Regions from separate parts of the Gasterosteus aculeatus genome. Here region 1 is linked to region 2. A link is a contact called in public Hi-C data. All regions are on one chromosome and are shown on one strand. Each heading gives the region's core, a stretch centred on a gene start, on an enhancer-like site or on the middle of the called end of the contact. The rest is flanking DNA. Distances are from core to core; before and after follow the strand shown.

Region 1 (4,799 bases), core at 1,735-4,234, 43 kb before region 2:
GCCGGTGAAAGCCATTTTGTCGACGTCGTCATCCTCGCTCAGGATGCCGATGCGGCGGCAGATGGCCACGGCCGTGCCCTTGTTATCCCCTGTGATCATGATGACGCGGATGCCGGCCTGGCGGCACAGCTTGATGGAGGCGGCCACCTCCTGCCTGGGGGGGTCCAGCATGCCGACGCAGCCGACGAAGGTCAGGTCGGTCTGGACGCGGAGGGACAAGAGGCCGCAATGAAAAGGTCTACCAGAAGACACCGGCTCCATTAAAAAGTTTAGGAGTTAAGAGGAAAGCAGCTCACCTCGTACGACACAAATTTGGTGGCGTCCGTCAGAATCATGTCCTCCATCTTTGGCGGGGTGTCCCGCGTGGCCAGAGCCAGGCACCTGAGGGTGTCCCGACCGGTCCCGTACTCACGGATCACAGACAGGATCTTATCCTTGGTTCTTTTGGTGAGGGGAACTTTGCTGTTTCCGATTCGGACGTGCGTGCAGCGGTCGATGACTCCCTCCGGGGCCCCCTGTTGGTGGAGCAGAGGAGTGAAGCGGTGAAAACATGGAAGACGTCGAGCGAAGACAGTCGTAAGCTCCTCCTCCTCTCAGCATACCTTAACAAACATCTTGCCGACGGAAGAGCGAGACTTGTTGGCGGTGCAGTAGACGGACATTGACTTCCTGTCCCTGGAGAACTCCAGCGTGACGTCCTTCTTCATCAGCTGCTTGATCACCTACTCAGGGGGAAAAAAAAGTACAGATAAGTGAGAAAAAGAAAAGGGGGAGCGGTGGAGATCTGCAGCGCGTGCAGGTTGGGGCCGCCGACGTCACTCACACAGTTGCAGGCGTTGGCTCGGTCGACCTTGGACAGGTTGTGGACTTCGGTGTCGAAAACGTTCATCTTCTCCACCAAGCAGGTGAGCGCCGTCTCTGTGGCTTCGCCGACCTTCTCGTACACACCCTTAGCCTAAAGCGCCACGGAACATGTGAGTGATTAGCTGCTCCGCGGAACACCGGTGGTTATTTTTAGGTTTGTGATTAGAGCTAATTTTAGTCTCTACATCTGTTAATCATACAAATGATACCACAGAAAGGTCAGATGGGTAAAAGATTAACACCTGTACATATTCATAGTGTTATTAAGTTATTCTGTCTACGTCTAAATTTGTTTGGTACGGAGGTCATTTATGCAAGCGCCATCGCCCAGGGTTTAAGGTTTTTCTTTTATGACCACACATTCGTTGAGAAGGAGCATGCGGGTTGGGGGCTCTTGACTTCCTTTTATAAATGCCAAATTCTAAATGTATTGGTCGGCTCTGTTGAGCTAAGCTAAGAATTACGTGCAGACATCCATTGAATATTTACTGCTTACAAAATACAAACTTCATTCTAGAGATGATTACACTCCACACATATCTGACGCAGGAAGGGTTCAGACCTCGTTGAAGTCCAGAGAGGAGTCGTTACAAAGGGCACAGATAGTAGCCAGTTCAACCAGGCCATCATACTGGGAGGACTTCACTGGTTTACCATCCTGGTACCTGAGGGTAAATAAAAAGCATTAACCTGGGAATTACAGTTCAAATGACAACTCCCTATAACCTACAACTAAATTCAAACAATATCAAACCATTATTTCAGCTTTCTCCTACAGGTTTGTGTTATGGGGTCACTGTAAAGTACTCACACTTCTCCCTCAGGTGCGTAGGTAGAACCCGTGATGGTGAACTCTGACAGAGCACAGCTGTCCCCTTCGGCTTTGTTGACGATGAACATCTGGAGAACAAGAGAGCAGGCGGGACAAAAGCAAATATGAGTTCTTCTGCCCCCACAGACTGCGGTTAATAGAACTGGTGTTTGAGTTGGCTGGCAGCTTCTCTACTGATGCAGCAGGTGGCAGCAGAAACCACAGACGTCCGAGGCAGATCGGAGTGTGAAAGACTGCGTCTCTGTCGAGGACTGGTGTCCCGCAGCCCCGAGAAAACAGGGTCTAGTTTCCTTCCAGGGAGCGACATGTAAAGCACGACATGTAAAGCGGCATGCCGTGCTCAGAAGGAAGAAGCCGCAGTGGCCGGCGTCCTTTTGCAGGACGCCTCCACGCACATGCCCAGCTAGTCTGAGATAGATTCTACCTTAACATAACCGCTGACATCAGTCAGGCTCTCCTCAAAGCAGCCGCAAAACGAACGGGTAACGAGTCAAGTGTTCCACGGTAGTCTGGTATGTTTAATGGATCAACCAACAGTCTACTGCGCCTCGGAACGTTGTGGTAAACAAGCCATCGTGCTTTTCTGGCTAATCCGACCTGCAATCCTCTGCACAGCAGATATATGAGCAAGATGGTCAAAGTAGTGCTTTGTGACACTGAGATTGTTCAATAGTTTGTAGTGCATTAACTTTGGGCAATTTACACAGGAACGATGGATATTTAACACTAAATTAAAGTCATTTAGAGGTTTTTAACGGTCCTCCTTAATCTCATTCTGCCAAAAGGGAGCAAATGTTTTCTCTCGCTAGTGCTTTAATATATTCCTCTTTGTGAATCGTTCACACACACATTTCTGCCACATCATTTGCATGATCGGATGAGTCATATTGTCATGGCTGATGTATTTGACTTTTGGTTTATTCATTTTCTTAAACCACTCTGGGCTTGAAAATTGCCATTTTCAAATAAAATTACTTTTCCAGGTTTCCCATTCCATGAGCCCAGTACATCACTGACAACTACAGTACATCTCATATTCACAAGTCTACCTAATCATGGCTGGAACAACATGGAGCCCAAACAACACAGAGGCCTAAACAACGCTTTGCTAAAACTGTAAATGAATGTCTAGTCTAATTCAGGCTGTGCCAAAGTCCAGAGCAATAACTGGACAGGCACCAAAGGAGGATTCGATGAATAAATAATAACGTGTCTCAATGTGGGCCAAGTAGTGCTGGGGTATCACTCATACAGAGAGAGCGAGAGAGAGATGAACTAGAGGCCTGTACAGCTTGGTGACGCAAGGTCAGTTACGCAACCGCAGCACTGCAAGTCATCCAACGGCTCGCTGTAGATTAGAGGAGCGGCAGCCGGTATGTTGCCTTCCTGCATCATAGCCTGTTCAAAAGGAACACTTCACTCTCTGTTTGGACGGAGCTTCACCTTAGCTGACGAAAGCGTGGTAGAGGGAGTCACAGCTGCTCTAACTGCTGACGCCTTAATCACACATCAGGCAACCATCAACGAAGACAAAGCACTGAACTAAACACACTACGTTTTGTGTGTGTGTGCGTGCGCGCGCCTCACCCTGCAGACGGACATCTGGTTGGTGGTCAGGGTTCCCGTCTTGTCCGAGCAGATGACCGAGGTGCAGCCCAGGGTCTCCACGGATGGCAGGCTGCGGACGATGGCGTTCTTCTTGGCCATGCGGCGGGTGCCCAGGGCCAGGCAGGTGGTGATGACGGCGGGGAGGCCCTCGGGGATGGCGGCCACGGCCAGCGCCACGGCAATCTTGAAGTAGTAGACGGCCCCGCGGATCCAGGAACCTCCGTGGACGGGGTCGTTGAAGTGGCCGATGTTGATGATCCACACGGCGATGCAGATGAGGGAGATGACCTTAGAGAGCTGCTCGCCAAACTCGTCCAGCTTCTGCTGCAGGGGGGTCTTCTCCTGCTCGGTGGCCGCCATCTCGTCGCGGATCTTTCCGATTTCCGTGTTAATGCCGGAGGCCACGACCACTCCCACGGCCTTCCCAGCAGCGATGTTAGTGCCCTGAGGCGACAACAAGTAACACAAACACACTCACACAGTCGGCTCAAGTGCTTCGGATAACATCTCGGACAGTGGAACGCAACAGCACGAGAATGTTTGTTTTTCTTTAACAGGAAGTTAACAGAAGCTAAAACAAAAAACACATTGTTGAAGCACAACAGGATGTGTGATGGCCGGTGAAGAGTTGAGCTTACGGAGAAGAGCATGTTCTTCTTGTCCTGATTGACAGCGCGGGGGTCCGGCACAGGGTCGGTATGTTTGATGACGGAGACGGATTCCCCTGCAGAAAAAAAAACAGAGCATTAGTCTCTGCAGACGACAGTAGAAACAAAGCACAGGCAATAATAAGACACGCTATTGAATGTTTCAAACATGAAATGTTACGGATAGAACAGTTCTATACAATAAAATCAATATACGCAACAGAATTCAATATAACAATACCCATGTTTTCAGGAGAGACAGAATGTAAAGCATAAAAGTGGCTTATGGAAAACAATTGGACGGCTGTGATATCAGCAAATACGTCTTACCGGTCAGGATGGACTGGTCCACCCTCAGGGTTGTTGACTTGATGGAACAGATACGGATGTCAGCAGGCACCTTGTCTCCAACTGCAGACAAACAAATCGGCAATCAGAGAAAATGCACTTGTGGAAATGAGAAAGCAAAGAAATAAAAAAATATATAGCCTGGAAGTGAAGGCTCATGTTAAATTGTAATGGCATCATGTGTGACGGCTCAATGGTCTTTTACACCACATAAATATCATGCAACTAAACACCTCCTGGTCCAATGCTCTGTGTGTGCGCACGCTGTATGAAGATTTAATAGAAGGTTGTTGTCTATTTTCTGCAGCCAGTAACTCAGCATTAGCGTACACTAAACGGATGCTCATTACGGGGAGGCTCCTGTACCACAAAGCATCCATTGCTGGAGGGAAAAAGAAGAAGAGCCAAAGACAGACGAGGAGATGAAGGACCTGAGAGCCGTAAAAGGCTTGTCTCGGAGGAAATGGCCAATTTGGGTACATTGGAATTGCGCTGACCCA
Region 2 (4,789 bases), core at 737-3,236:
GTGGCTTGCTCGGCAATGAGTGATGTCATTGCAAACAGCCTCGGAGCCTCAGAGGTCAAAAGGCCGAGGCTGCTGCGGGGAGAGCTCGTGTGGCCGTGTGTTTCTAACGCGGGCTGGACGGCTCACCGAGGAGGCTGCTGCTGCTTGAGGAGACACTTTCTGCCTTGTTTTGGACACGTCACAAAATCTATTGTTTCTGTTGGTGTTTACTTCCGCCACGAGGCTGACGTTGCGTTCATCACCAAAGCGCGGTGTGAACAGTAATCGTCAACACGTACAAACGTCTGCACAAAATGATTTTATTTGAACCCCAAATTAAAGCAATATAAACTGACATCAATATCAACCTGTAAATAGATGCTTCATTTCCAACTGTTGTTAATATTGCAGCTTTTGTTGAAAGCGGTTTGATTCTCGGTCACAGTTTCATGAGTTACAAATACTGAATTATTCAGATTGTTGGGGGATGCATTTGAGACAAATGAATTTTAATGAAGTGATTTCTCTCCTCCTGTCGGCAGAACCGCCAGCTGTTGAGGGACTGCTTCATGGTGGAGCTCGTCGAAGGTTCCAGGAAACTCCGCCACGTCTTCCTCTTCACCGACCTGCTGCTCTGCACCAAGCTGAAGAAACAGGCTGCCGGGTGAGTCCGAGTCAGGCGACCCGGAAGGTTCGCTGGTTCAAAGTCGCTGTTGGGGAATGAGAGTCACTCTACCCAGACAGACATTAGACATGTTAAAGTAAATTCCGCTTTGCTGCGAACGGAACAGCTTCGTCGTGACCGACCGGCGGTTGAGATGAACGTAATTATTTCACCAGCAGTTTTCAAGCTTGTGGCTATTTGTGCAGTTGGCTTCATGCTGCTTAAAAAAACATCCTGGTGAACGTGCAGGGCAGCAGGATAATCACTGGGCGAAGGAAAGAAAACGTGACGTTGTTATACAAACGCTTTGTGCTCCAACAGAAAAGGGCAACAGTATGACTGTAAGTGGTACATCCCACTGGCTGACCTGACTTTCCAGGCCATTGAGGACTGTGAGTCCAGCCCCATCCCGCTGGTCCAGGATGAGGAGATCGACGCCATAAAGATCAAAATCTCCCTGATCAAGAACGAGATCCAAAAAGAGAAGGTGAAGATATTAAATGCACCCACAAAAACGCACACCTCAAAATGTTACTTCATCAAGACAAATTCTTCTATGTGGAACATGTGTGGCCATGAATGGCTTCTGATTCTGAAATACAAGGAAATGTTAAGACAGCACGTCATGCATCACATAACACCCGGTGCTGTTAATCTGTAGAGAACCACAAAAGGACCCAAGGGGGTTGAGCGACTGAGGAAGAAGCTGCTGGAACAGGAGTCTCTGCTGCTTCTCATGTCCCCCAACATGGCCTTCAGGGTGGCCAACCGAAACGGCAAGGTGAGTCCCACGGAAGGTTCCTAGTAAAAATGCATGCTAAATATCGCCGTGAATATCTAGTAGGGTCAAACTTCTTAACATGGCTTCTGCTGCCCCCTGCTGTTAAGTAGTGTGCCATTACACTGCGAGAGCGCGATAAAATCCGATGTATTTCCTATCTTTTATCCATTTCAGGGTTTCACGTTCCTGATCTCTTCTGACTACGAACGTGCCGAGTGGAGGGAGATCGTTCGCGAGCAGCAGAAGAAGTGTGAGTTAAAACTTTCTACGGGAGACCATGGGGTTTGATCGCGACATTTGTGATGCCGTGTTGGTGTGACCCGCATTCACCTCGACTGTGTCCCGCAGGCTTCAAAAGCTCCTCTCTGACTTCTCTGGAGCTGCAGATGCTTACGAACTCGTGCGTGAAACTGCAGACGGTTCACACGGTTCCAATGACCATGAATAAGGAAGGTAGGGTTCCCACTGCATTGTGCATTTTAATAAACCTACAATTTTGTATTGGATCTCTCTGTTAACCTGACACGATCTGAACGTTGCCCTCCCCAGATGATGAATCTTCTGGTTTGTACGGCTTCCTAAATGTCATCGTCCACTCGGCGTCAGGGCTGAAACACAGTTTAAGTAAGTCGGTTATTCTTTGACGAGGAGGAGTCACCTCTCCGAATATGCTCAAGGGAGCGTTCTCATTGTCCTCTGTGTGTGTCATCGAAGTTTTTAGTTTTTGTCTTTGATTCAACACGTTGAAACTACTTCTGCTCGTCCCCATTAGACCTTTACTGCTCCCTGGAGGTGGATTCCTTCGGCTACTTTGTCAACAAAGCCAAAACACGCGTGTACAGAGACTCTACAGAGCCCAACTGGAACGAGGTGAGCGTGCATATCGGAGTGGAGAAAGTTAGTGAGTGAGATCCACCTTTTACTATCCACTAATATGTGTGTGTATTTAAGACCGCGTCTCTCCATCTTTGTTTTGAGATCCGTTGGTGGATGGACTAAAAGTACATTGTTGTGCTGTGGGCTGAAACCTGGAGTGTGTGTTTTTCCTCTGTGTCTTTCCAAGGAGTTTGAGATTGAACTGGAGGGCTCTCAGACGTTAAGGTTGCTCTGCTATGAGAAGTGCTGCCACAAAACCAAGCAGAGCAAAGAAGATGGAGAGATTGCAGACAAGATCATGGCCAAAGGCCAAATAAAGGTACCGGCCAATTAGGGTAGACCTGGGTCAGATGGTTAATAACCGCTTGTGTTTTTTGGGGGGGGGGTGACTAGTTCTGAAGGTCCAAACTGAATATCAATAACAAAAAGTGCTATAAGCGTTTACATTTTTTTCTAAAGGTGTTTTTTCAGTTTTTCAGTGGCATTAAATTCAATCATAAACCGAAAACTAGGAATGTTATTTATTGTGTTGCCAGTCACAGAAAAGTGAGGCACTTTAACTTCTAATCGCTGTCTGGCATTCTGGCACGAAGCACAAAATGTTTGCCCCTAAAACGGGATACGAGGCCACAGTGGAAAGTGAACTAAAAGTCAATATTTACAGACTCGTGGCGTGAACCCAAATCTATACAGTTCCGCCCGCATGAATAGGAGAAACAATTGTTGCCTGTGTGGCGTGCGCTTGTTCCCTCTATTGATTCTGGTACCTCCGCGGTGGCAGTTTATCTGCACGGCTGCCCAACACGGCTAATCCTGCCCCAGGGAGACATTTCCTGATGAAAAAGAAGTGAGCCATTAGGTTTTCCCACAAAGTCCCTCCAGGTTGACCCCTGTGAGGGTGTTATGACGGAGGGCGGATTAGTCTCGAGTTTGCACGGCTCCAGACTATGACGGAGAGACAGTGAGAGACAGAGAGCGCTCTTTGATCAGTCGGGGAAGGCATTTCCCCGCCGGACAGGTTGACCCAAACTCATCCAGATAATTGACATGTTTTTCACGAGCCAACAGGACACATGTCAGGTATTTGAATCACATAGATGACCCGTTGGGTCATGTTGGCCTTTCTCCTGGCTTTGTGGGGGACTACGTCAAATTACTTCACAAATTAAACTAACGGGTTATGATATCGGGCGAGATGAATTCGATCTGTTGAGTGGTTGAGGATCCTGTTCAGGCTCCCTGGACGCGACAGTACCGGCCCACAGTCCTCACAGCGGCAGGCGTGAGCATGTTGGTAATGAGGGTAGGAGGAGATTCTCCGAGGTTAATCCCCCAAATCCATCAGGGAAGTGCAACAACACACAAGAGGGGAGGGGAGGGGAGGTGCCTTTGTTCCTGTCTGACTCCCTGTGGAATGAAAGGATTTCGATCATAACGATACCAAGACGGGGGGATGACAGGAAGTCACGTGGAGATTCGGCTGGTCTGCGTCAAAGAAGATCACCAGGATTATTAACAAAATTAGGTGCTGGCGGTCGAGGGAACGAGGACCCGCTGATCTCGCGCGTGACGCGGGTTGGTTGCTGTCTGTGGAATCGACACTTTTTGGTTTGTTGTCCTTCACTCGGGGGGGAAGGTTCATACCAAAAAGAATGAGTGACCGTAATCCCAAAGAGGAGGGGATCGTGGATCGGGTCGGCGGTCTCCAGGAAGAGGGAGACGCGGCTCAAATGAAATCCCCGAGTACGGGGGCCCGTCTGTGGGGGCGAGTCCGCAGCAGCCTGGTCAGACCAAAGGTAAGCTGAAGAGATGAGCAAAGTGAGCTGACAAATCATCGTGGGATGTTGTTGTGAGGAAGCTCCAGGAACCAATGTTTATGGATAATGTTTTTTAGCTTCATTATGTAATGTCTTCTTTTTTTACTAAACTGAAGTGGTTTCTTGGTTGATTGAAGATCTGCCGCACAAATACATCCTGTGGGATTGTTATTAGTCAGATGACTGAAATAGATCGATGACACCACCTGGTCACATGGAGTTTGTGTTTATGTGAGTGAAGTCATTGAGCAGGTAGATCTCTGACCACCTGGCAGACACTCTACTGAAATGTGAAATTGAAATAACCCCTTTTTTTTTGTTTTTTTTCTTTCAGCTGGATCCTCAGACTTTGCAAAATAAAGACTGGCAGCGGACAGTCATCAATATGAATGGGGTACGTTTCCTTATGACGGCTCCTCCGTTTTTGCACATCTTTCCACTTTGCAACTTGCTGCCGTGGTCCTTCCAAAACGACACCCGGCTTCCTCACTTGTTTCAGATCGAGGTGAAACTTTCGATGAAGTTCACCAGCAGAGAGTTCAGCTTAAAGCGAACGCCTTCACGCAAACACTCCGGAGTTTTTGGAATCAAGATCAACGTAGTAACCAAGTGAGTCGATGATACGTCTGTGCGTTTTGGATTTGTCAATGAATTAAAGTAAGAACCAAGTCT

What was found. A called contact is a pair of places that touch in the nucleus more often than the background predicts.
Region 1: a Hi-C map of whole body shows a contact between it and region 2, with 3 times the contacts expected there. The contact joins two enhancer-like sites. A contact is called at or near these places in 2 of 6 Hi-C or Micro-C datasets (skeletal muscle and whole body).

What each region holds. Positions count from the first base shown.
Region 1 is chr13:18,280,031-18,284,829 of fGasAcu3.hap1.1, reverse strand. It overlaps atp2a2a (ATPase sarcoplasmic/endoplasmic reticulum Ca2+ transporting 2a), which reads right to left. Exons shown (of 21, transcript XR_005714052.2): 6 at 4,282-4,362; 7 at 3,943-4,028; 8 at 3,284-3,748; 9 at 1,676-1,764; 10 at 1,427-1,529; 11 at 824-955; 12 at 603-722; 13 at 297-515; 14 at 1-201. Among protein-coding and RNA genes, the nearest start is that of atp2a2a, 12 kb to the right of the region's middle. Within about 2 kb of position 2,984, at least 8 of the 9 cell types and tissues checked have open chromatin away from gene starts, as enhancers often do.
Region 2 is chr13:18,235,863-18,240,651 of fGasAcu3.hap1.1, reverse strand. It overlaps LOC120831358 (breakpoint cluster region protein), which reads left to right. Exons shown (of 23, transcript XM_040196756.2): 9 at 522-643; 10 at 965-1,130; 11 at 1,305-1,424; 12 at 1,599-1,674; 13 at 1,773-1,877; 14 at 1,974-2,048; 15 at 2,197-2,294; 16 at 2,488-2,619; 17 at 4,452-4,511; 18 at 4,617-4,726. Among protein-coding and RNA genes, the nearest start is that of specc1la, 5.6 kb to the right of the region's middle. Within about 2 kb of position 1,986, at least 1 of the 9 cell types and tissues checked has open chromatin away from gene starts, as enhancers often do.